Regions from separate parts of the Sus scrofa genome. Here region 2 is linked to region 1. A link is a contact called in public HiChIP or PLAC-seq data. All regions are on one chromosome and are shown on one strand. The core of a region is the stretch at or near the end of the contact, and the rest is flanking DNA. Distances in the headings are between cores, read along the strand shown.

Region 1 (5,135 bases), core at 832-3,331:
GCAGCGGGTCCCTGGAAGGCGGTTCTTCCGCCACCTTGGACCTGGTTGGTTGTAACCAGTTCGTCAGAGCCTCAAGGACGGTGCCACCCCCCCCCCCCGCCCGCCCGCCTGCCCTCTTGTTTCGCTAGGACTGATTTTGTCCTTAATTCCCTGGGGACACCTTCTGTCAATGAAAAATGAATCAGCAGATCTAAGAAAGAAATGGAACATTTGATTTGAACCAAATTGAGGATTATAACCCAGAAACACCCCCTCAGAAGCCAGCTCCAAGAACTGTTGTGCCCACTAGCCATCAAGGCGTATGCTTAAATGCGTTTTTTGAGCAGGGCTGGACATGAAATGACGTAGTGTGGACAGTTGACACAGTCCAGCTCTTGGGGTCCTCGGGGCCCTTTATTCTCACAAGAAGGAATGCTCTTATGAAAGGGTTGTCCGGCTGACACTGGACGGCTGCTCGTTGCGGCTGAGCAGACATTTCTGCCCGTGGGGAAGGTCGGTCCGTGCATGATTCAGATACACAGTGCACAGCGGGGAGAGGGGAGGAGAAAGGGCAAAAAAAATTTTTTTAATTTTTACAGCTGCACCTACGGCATATGGAAGTTCCAGGGCCAGGCACTGAACTGGAACCACGCCTGCGACCTACACTGCAGCCGAAGCAACACCAGATCCCACTCTGCGGCCTGGGGATTGAACCCTCACCTCCGCAGCAACCAGGGCCACGGCCGGTGGATTCTTAACCCACTGCACCATGGCAGGAACTCCAGAGAATTTTTTTTTTTTTGCTATTTTAGGGCCGCACCTGTGACATATATGGAGGTTCCCAGGTTAGGGGTCAAATCCCAGCTGCAGTCGCCGGCCTACACCACAGCCACAGCAATAAGGGATTCAAGCCTCATCTGTGGCCTACACCACAGCTCACAGCAACGCCAGACCCTTAACCCACTGAGTGAGGCCAGGGATCGAACTCGAATCCTCATGGATCCTAGTCGGGTTTGTTAACCACTAAGCCACAAAGGGAACAAGAAAATTTGTTATATATTTAAATTTTTCTCATCGTGCCACTTTATTTCACACTTCTGAAGTTAGTACCATTTATCTGGGGCAGATTCCCAGAGGTGGGTTCCCAGAATGAAAGGCAGGGGAGACAGGGACCCATCCTGGGACTCAGGTTCTGGAGAAAATGGAACAAGCCCTGAATTAAAGCCACCTCACGTCTCCTAGCCCCTCCCCTGGCACCAGGCCTGTCTGACCTAGTGAGGCCAGGCGAAGAGGCCAGACCGACCGGGAGGACATGCATGCTGGGCGCCCATGCACAGGAGCACCACGCTCCCAGCACACCCCGGCCGCCTGCCCCTTGCGAAATGCGCCCTGACTGCGGGGAGCCACTGTCCCACACCGTGTCAGGGGGACAAAGGCCCTTTTCATTGTCCCCGGAGGCGGGGCGGCCCAGATGCAGGGTGTGAAGGGACTCCGCTTGCCCGAGGTCGGGTTTAAGGCCTCCGCCTTAACTCTGTGGATCCCCGTGGACCCTCACTCCAACTTTCCCAGCGTCCGACAGAGGAGGGAAGTGACGGAGAGCGCCCATCGGGGGTCGCACCGCTCGGGGCCGCGCGTCACTCGGCAGGGCATGGCTTCGGGGGCACTGCCCTGGGGACACACCGCTCCGGGCATCACTACTCCCAAGTGCACGTCGCTGGGGCAGGGCGCATCACTACGGCGCGTCGCGGGCGGAGCGCGCGGAACTCAGCGCTCCGGGGGGCGGCGCATCGCTGCGGGGGTGCAGCGCTCCGGGGATCACTGCCCTCAGGGGCGCATCACTGCGGAATTACGGCTCTGGGGATCACTGCCCTCAGGGGTGCATCACTGCGGAATTACGGCTCTGGGGACCACAGGGCGGGAACACAGCTCCGGCGGGCTCAGGGCCCGGGAGGCCGCCGGGCTGGGGCGCGCCCCGCTGGGGCGGCAACGCCCGGGGGCGGGGCGCCGCGTCTCGGGGGCGGGGCCTCGCCCTGGCGTAGCTGCGCACGGCCCGCCCTCCCGCGCCGCGCTCGGATTGGCCGCGCCCGAGGGCAGGGCCCGCGGGGCATTGTGGGCCGCCCGCTCCCGCCCCCGCTCGCCATGTCGGGCTCCCCGGTGAAGCGGCAGAGGATGGAGAGCGCGCTGGACCAGCTCAAGCAGTTCACTACCGTGGTGGCCGACACGGGCGACTTCAACGGTGAGGGCGCGCGGGGTCCCGGGCTCCGGGAGCGGGCCGGGCGGCAGCGCGGGGCTTCCTGCTCGCAGAGCGCCGGCCGGTGCGGTCCGGGAGGGGAACCGGGGCGAGCGGGCGCGGCGTGCGAGGGAGAGGCGCTGCGAAGGTCGCCCCCGCTCCCTCTCCGCCCCCTGTTCCTGACCCCCTTCTCCCTCCCGCGCCGTCCTCGGCCGCCCTTGCCCCGCCCTGCCTCCCGCGGTTCCCCGCCCCTCTTCTCCCTCGGCCCCCGCCCTCGGCGTTCCCGGCCCCGCTTTGCCCTCGGCCCGAGCCGGGGGTCTGCCCCAGGACCCAGCTCGCGCGGAGCCCGGCGCCTGGGTTTCCTCCGAGCTGCCCGCTCTGAGCCGCCAGTGGGTCAGTGTGTCAGGGGACGGTGCCCAAGTGCTTTGATCTGGAAGAGACTCCAGGTCCACCTGGAGCTGACTCAGGGGATCCGTTTGTGGTTACACAAGGCAGTTCCAGCGAATGTTGATCGCTGAGCGGGAGCAGGAGTTCCGGGCCCAGAAAGACCAGAAACTGCGAATGACACCACCTGCTTTTGACACCACCATGACACCACCTGCTTTTGAAACCTCCTGTTGCACACACTTCCCACCTCTGCTCAGGGGACAGCTGTGCACGCTGGTGGCCGTGGCCAGGGCGGGCCAGTTAGAGGTGAACCACGTGGGGCCAAGAAACTGCGGGGGTAAAACCCGGTGCGCGGAGGACAGCAGAGCTTCTTCAAAACCTAGATTTGGATCATGTCCCTTTGAGAGACCTGGGGGGACCTAGCTCTCCTGCCCTCTGCAGAGCCCAGGCGACCTAAACGTCCATTATCTGTGGCTGTGAACAATTAAGATTTTCAGGAAAGCCACGAAACTCTGTGGGGCACACAATACAGAAGGGACTTCCTCCCTTTTCTGCTTTCTCATGCTGACTTGAGAAACAGGCTTTAATCCCTCTTTGGTAACTCGGAGGCTTTATCTGGCAGAGCCTGGGAGAGTGAGTAAGCGTGTTTGGCTGCTTAAGTGTAAAAGTTGGAGATAGCATGGGCTTGAGTTTACCCTGTGCTTTAAACCAGATGGCCTCGCCTGTTTTCCATTGGGTCTCACTGGCAGCAGCCACAGGATGGTTCCTTGGCTGCACCCTGCGTTAGTGTAGGGCCACCAAGGCGGGCTGGGTCCTGGGGAATGGTAGCTTATTTTATCCTCCCCCCTTTTTTCTCTTTTTACAAACACCTAAATCCAACTGCTAACATTTAAAAGTTTTAAATGGGGAGTTCCCGTGGTGGCTCAGTGGTTAACGAATCCGACTAGGAACCATGAGGTTGCAGGTTCGATCCCTGGCCTCGCTCATTGGGTTAAGGATCTGGCATTGCCGTGAGCTGTAGTGTAGGTTGATGACGCAGCTCGGATCCCACGTTGCTCTGGCTCTGGCGTAGGCCGGCGGCTACAGCTTCAATTAGACCCCTAGCCTGGGAACCTCCATATGCCGTGGGAGCGGTCCTAGAAAAGACAGAAGACCAAAAAAAAAAAAATAATAATACAAGTTTTAAGTGAATGTTAACTATTTTATTAAAAAAATACACCTGTTGGAGTCCCCATCGTGGCTCAGTGGAAATGAATTTGACTAGTACCCATGAGGACACAGGTTTGATCCCTGGCCTTGCTCAGTGGGTTAAGGATCCAGTGTTGCCATGAGCTGTGGTGTAGGTTGCAGATGCGGCTGGGATCTGACATGGCTGTGGTGGAGGCCGGCAGCTGTAGCTCTGATTTGACCCCTAGCCTGGGAACTTCCATAGGCTGTGGGTGTGGCCCTAAAAAGACCAAAAAAAAAAAAAACAAAAACCAAACACCCAAAAGCATTTGTCGAAGTTGCCTTGCGGCTCAGCAGGTTAAGCATCTGGTGTTGTCACTGCAGCAGCTCAGGTCGCTGCTGGGCTTGGGCCCAGATGGTGAATCCTCTCCTTGATGAGGTATATCCATAAATACTACGCAGTTATAAACAGCGCATTTGATTTTGTGGGCCTTTTATGAACTGAAGGTTCTTATTTTGGGGAGTCACGGGCTTCTCTGAAAATGTAACCAAAGCTGTGGAGGGATTCCGTGGTGGTTAAGGACCTGGCATGGTCACTCTGTGGCATGGGTTTGATCTTTGGCCTGGGCATTTCTTTTTTTGTTGTTGTTGTTGTTGTTGTTGCTATTTCTTGGGCTGTTCCCGCGGCATATGGAGGTTCCCAGGCTAGGGGTCCAATCAGGGCTGTAGCCACCGGCCTACGCCAGAGCCACAGCAACGCGGGATCCGAGCCGCATCTGCAACCTACACCACAGCTCACGGCAACGCCGGATCGTTAACCCACTGAACAAGGGCAGGGACCGAACCCGCAACCTCATGGTTCCTAGTCGGATTCGTTAACCACTGTGCCACGACGGGAACTCCTAGCCTGGGCATTTCTGCCTGCCAAGGGCATGGCCAAAAGAAAGCTGTGGGATTCCCCGTTGTGGCTCACTGGGTTAAGAACCTGACTAGTGTCCATGAAGATGCGGGTTCGATCCCTGGCCTCACTTACTGGGTTAACAATCCGGCATTGCCACAAGCTGCAGCGTAGGTTGCAGATGTGGCTTGGATCTGGCATGGCGGTGGCCGTGGTGTAGGCTGGCAGCTACAGCTCTGATTCGACCCTTAGCCTGGAAACTTCCATATGTTGTGGGTGCAGTCCTAAAAAAAAAAGCTGTGGCCGCTCTTCCCGGAACAACACCCTACCGCAAGCTTTGCATCAGTTTAAGGGTCCCTGAAGCCAGAAACCCATCTGCTGACCCCAAATATGCCTTAGTGTTTCGTTGTTTGTTTTCCTGGGGTTTGTTGTTGTTGTTGTTGTTTTGGTTTTTTTTTTTTTTTTTTTTTTTGC
Region 2 (5,135 bases), core at 1,576-4,075, 170 kb before region 1:
ATTAATTGCTTCCAGAAGGGATGGGCCTCAGCGCGGAGCGGCGCCGGCGTGCGAGCCGCGTCTTTCCGCCTTCCCGGGGGCAGCGCCCGCGTCGCCGGCCCGCCCCCGCTCGGCGCAGCACGGTTACCCGTGAGAGGCAGGGGGCAGCGGCGCGCCGGGCTCCAGGGCCACCTCCGCGCCCACCCGAGACTCCGCATGTGTCCGGAGGCCGGGGGTCAGCGCGGGGCCCGGCGGGGGCCGCTCGGACGCCGCGCGGAGAGGGCTCCTGGCGCCCCGGGCCCTGCTCCCTTCTCGGGCCCGGGAACCCTCCGCCGCGCGGTCAGGGTGCTGGCCCGGAACATCAGCGGAGTTTTAACTGACCCCAAACGCCGCGGGGCCCCTGGCCCCCGCTTCCCGGCCCTCTCCCGCAGCGGCCGAGCACCGCGCCTCCTACCTCCTGCCGCCGCCCTCGCCACAGACCCAGGGCCGAGCGCGTTTTCACCAGGGCAGGGGGCGGGGCCATGGCCTGGGAGGGCGGGGCCACTTTCATGGGCGGGGCCTGGGGGCGGGGCCTGGGAGGGCGGGAGCCCGACCCGCAGAGAGGCCTGCGTCCGGGGTTCTCCCCTCCGTGGGGGTCGAGGCTGGAGGCCTAGGGTTTTGGGGACTCACTACGGTAAATTTAAAACATCAGAGGAGTTCCCTCCCGGCTCAGTGGATTAAGCATCTGGCGCTGTCACTGCTGTGGCTCTGGTTACAGCTGTGGCGCTGGTTCTATCCCTGGCCTTGGAAGCTCCCCATGCCCCCTCCCCACAAAAAACTTCCCAACAGGAATTTTTTATTTTTTTTAAAGCAAATATTTTATTTTATTTTAGTCTTTTTGCTATTTCTTTGGGCCGCTCCTGCGGCATATGGAGGTTCCCAGGCTAGGGGTTGATCCCAGCAAGCCCGGACCTTTACATCTTCCCACAGAAACTGGTTTTCCGTAAATCTGGTTATCTGTACATCTTTTGTTCCAACCACCTTCCCTTTGCTGCAAAAACTCATATATGCCAGCTTCCCCCCGGCCTCCTTGGAACAGTTTCTTGAGGCTACCTGAGAGGCTGTCTCTGGGGCTTAAGTCCTAATTTCACCCCAAATAAAACTCAACTCAATTTCCACGTTGTATTTTTTTAGTTGACACCGGTAAGGTCCCTTTTGGACTTCTGGCCTTCTGAACCGTAAAATACTATCTGCAGCCACTTGCTACAGTAGCAGGAGGAAATTAATGCACACCAGAGTTACTACATTCTTCACTTAAGAATAGATAGATAAGAAGTTCGCACAGTGGAAAGAAGTCCAACTAGGAACCACGAGGGTGCGGATTTGATCCCTGGTCTCGTTCAGTGGGTTAAGGATCTGGTGTTGCCGTGAGCTGTGGTGTAGGTCACAGACGCGGCTTGGATCCTGGGTTGCTGTGGCTGTGGTAAAGGCCAGCAGCTACAGCTCCGATGAGACCCCTAGCCTGGGAACCTCCATATGCCACTGGGTGGGGCCCTAAAAAGACAAAAGACAGGAAAAAAAAAAAAAAAGGATACATAGGAGTTCCCATGTGGCTCAGCAGTTAACAAACCCAACTAGCATCCATGAGGACATGGGTTCGATCCCTGGCCTCACTCAGTGGGTTGAGGATCTGGCACTGGGGCGAACTGTGGGGTAGGTCGCACGGCTGGGATCTGGCATTGCTGGGGCTGGGGCTGTAGGCCAGCGGGTGCAGCTCCGAGCTCTGATTTGCCGCCTCGCCTGGGAACTTCCATATGCAGCGGGTGCAGCCCTAAAAAGACAAAAAAAAAAAAAAAAAAAGATATGTATATGCAAACGCAAACACACATGTATATGTATAGATATATATGCAAGCTAACTTTTAATGTCCACATTGCGTTTCACTGTCCCAATGTATTCATTTTACTCAACCAAGCTCTACAGGCCGACACTGAGACTGTTTTCAACAAGCCCTTGTGATAAACCCGACCCCGCGGCCCCCGACGTGCTGTCCCACTTACGTCCTTCGACTTCCCACGCGAGCTGCCCACCCAGCTCCCCCAGGCTTCTCGAGTGACCTAACGGGGAAGAGCTGCAGGGCGGGCAGATGGCCATGCCCAAGGCCCAGGACCCTGTGGGCACCACTCGGGCCAGTCCTCTCTGGCAGAGCTGTCTGTCCGTCCTGGGGGTCGGTTCTCTGTGGTATTAAGATCGAGGGTTACCCAACTTGAGGAGGAAAGTCCGGCGGAGCGCGCCCTCGCTTGTATAGACCTCTGGTTGCCAACAGGGGGACCCCAGGACGGTGCGGCAGACCCCCCACGACGCAGATCACGCAGGCGCAGACCCAGCGCCCGGCGCCTCGACTCCCAGCGCGCCCCGGAGGAGGGGCGGCCGGCGCGCGCGCGTGCGCGGAAGCGCACTCGGTCGCCCTGACGTCTGCCAAGCGCGCCGAAGTTCGCTGGGCGGCGCCGCGACCGCGGCCCGCGAGGCCCCGCCCCGCGGGGAGGCCCGCCCCCGGGGGCCGAGAAGGGGTTCCCCTCCTAGCCCAGCGGACCCTTCGTCCCGCCTCGCGAGTGCGCGTCTCCCCAGGCTCCTCCACTCGCGGCCCGACCAAGGCCGACGCCGCTGAAGGCTGACGCCGGGCCGGTCGGCCGTGTGTTTGCCCCACCCGCTGACGGACCGCGGGAGTGACTGACCTAGACACGTCGACAGACTGTCCCCGTCCCGTAGCCCAGGAGGGAGACGGCCTACTTCCGGCCGGGGGCGGAGCGGGCGAGGTCGCCAGGCGGTGTCGGGGCCAGCGGTGGGCGGGGCCTAGAGCCTGGGGGCGGGGCTCACGACGGCGTTGGAGTGGGCGGCGGGCGGAGTCTCTTTAGGGGCGGGGCCTGTTGACGGGGCGGGGCCAGCTGTGGTCCCCAAGGCGCCCACCCCGCCTCCCGCTGCGCTGGGACTGAAGGGCCGAAAGCGCGTCGGTGGGCGGGGCCTTGCAGGTGGGATCCAGTGCGGATGCGGCCTCTCCGGGCCTGGGCAGTGACCTTAACGTGGCGGTCAAGGGGTCGGTTCTCTGGTTTGAAGCAAGGTCTGAATGTCGGGATTGTGCAGGCACAGACCACGAGAGCTGGAGAGTAAGACAGACAGATGGTTTCGCAAGAAAGTAGCAACTTTTTCATTAAGGCTGCTTTTGTAATCTGGGTGTAATGCTTCATTCTTCTGACGTGGTCAATGCATGGTAACAGTTGATTCGTAAGTGTTTATTAAGTGACTCCTGTGTGCCAGGCTATGTTGTAGGTGCTGAGGCTTCAACACTGCGCGGAACAGACGTCCCCGAAGGAAGGAAGCCCGGGCAGGAGGGCGAGGCGGGCCTGGGAGGATTGCAAGCCGGGCCAGGAGCTGGTGAGCGGCGAGGGGCGCGGCCAGGCTCCACGGACGGAATGAGGCCAGGGGTGCTCAGCGGAAAGAGGACACTGAAGGCACCCGGGGCACCGGGTGTGGCATGGCTATGATGAGGTCAGGTACAGGGCTTCAGGGGGCCATGTGGGGGATCATGGCAGCCCACCAATGGGCATTGGGATGAGCAGGGGTGGGGATGGCGACAGGGCCACGACTGAGGTGGCTGGAGCTCCAGTGAAGGGCCGCCGTGGGAGGGGTGAGGCCATGGAGCAAGAAACAGTAAGGCGACCCAGAGCCTTCCGCTGGTGGGAGCTGGGGATGCTGGGCCGGGGGGGCGGTTTGGGGGAAGGTGATGAATTGGCTAAACTGACTGGCCTGGGCACGAGGGAATTAACGGTGTGGCACTGCTGGTGAAAGAAAGGGGGAGAGGAGGGGCCCTCTGGGGTCCCCCATGCACCTTCACCCAGCAGATCCCGGGCTGCGGCTGAAATCACAGAATGCCCGCCAAACTGAGGCTCACCCACAGGACATTCATTGTCCCCGTCCAGGGCAGGCCTGGACGCCATCCATGCTGCTGGAGTGGCTCGGGCCTGGGGTGGCTGCAGGATGGCCCCAGACGCGTCAGCCACAGGCCCTCGGGGAGAAGTTGTGATATTGGAGGAGACGCGTTCCCGCAGCCCCTCCGCCCACCGTGGACCTGGAGGTGCAGACCTGTTCCCTCAGAGACTCCTCCCCACCCCAGAGGCCCTCCTCTCCTCGGAAGCCCCTCCCCTGGAGCCCCCATCCCTCTAGAGAGCCCAGCTCCTCGAGCCACTGTGGATCGTGCGGAAGGCCTCGTGGCCCCGGTGCAGAGCTTAAGTTCCGCTCCCTGAGCAGGAGACGGGTCAGGAGTGTCCAGTGGCAAGTGGAGTTCAGAAGTCGGGGCCTCTTTGCTTTGCTTCCTTTGTCTTTTTAGGGCCGCAGGTGCGGCATATGGAGGTTCCCAGGCTAGGGGTCGAATCCGAGCTGCAGCTGCCAGCCTACACAGCCACGCGGGATCCGAGCCGCATCTGCGACCCCCACCACCGCTCATGGCGACGCCGGAGCCTTACCCCACTGAGCAAGGCCAGGGATCGAACTGCAACCTCCTGGTTCCTAGTCGGATTCGCTAACCACTAAGCATTGATGGGAACTCCGAGACTGTTTTGTGTTGTCCTGGCCTTTTGTAGGTCTGGTTGATGGGTGTGGTGGCAGGAAGGAGCGCTCCAGCATCAGCCTCAGTAGCTGTAAACACAGCGGGACTGCTTAAGAGCTTAAGGCCGCCTTGCCGCGGGGTGCAGTTACTCTGGGCATGTTAATTTGGGGTTGTCTGTGAGACACTGGGGGACTTGCTGACGGCTTCACGGAGGGGGAAGGAGGGTGTTTAAAGCTGTGGAGAGAAGGCCCTGAGCCGACCCCTGGGCAGATCCCTGCCTCCACGGCCAACCGGGTAAGGAAAGCTCCTTGGGGTGGGGTCACTCAGCTTTGGGGGCCAGGGGGCTGGGGAGGGTGCCATCTTGGCATGGAGCCTGGCACCCCTCAGGTACCTACTCCCCAGAGCGTCCCCTGGCAATGGCTTCCTTCAACATATGCTGGAAAATTTGTCAAAATAAAGCATTTTAATTCAGTTCATTATTGCCATATATTATTTAATGACATAAGTACACATTCCTAAAAATACAAAGACAAAAAAAAAAAAAATACAAAAGGGAGTTCCTGTCGTGGCGCAG

Evidence for each region. HiChIP or PLAC-seq counts read pairs in DNA pulled down with a chosen protein or histone mark.
Region 2: a contact with region 1 is called in an H3K27ac HiChIP or PLAC-seq map of alveolar macrophages. The contact joins the promoter of RNH1 here to the promoter of TALDO1 in region 1. A contact is called at or near these places in 1 of 47 Hi-C or Micro-C datasets (epiblast stem cells) and 1 of 2 datasets of contacts at active chromatin or transcription factors (alveolar macrophages).

The regions. Positions count from the first base shown.
Region 1 is chr2:462,700-467,834 of Sscrofa11.1, forward strand. TALDO1 (transaldolase 1) reads left to right here and starts at 2,082. Exons shown (of 8, transcript NM_001244935.1): 1 at 2,082-2,215. The coding sequence starts at 2,119.
Region 2 is chr2:287,697-292,831 of Sscrofa11.1, forward strand. It overlaps RNH1 (ribonuclease inhibitor), which reads right to left and starts at 2,826. Exons shown (of 10, transcript XM_021082542.1): 1 at 2,694-2,826.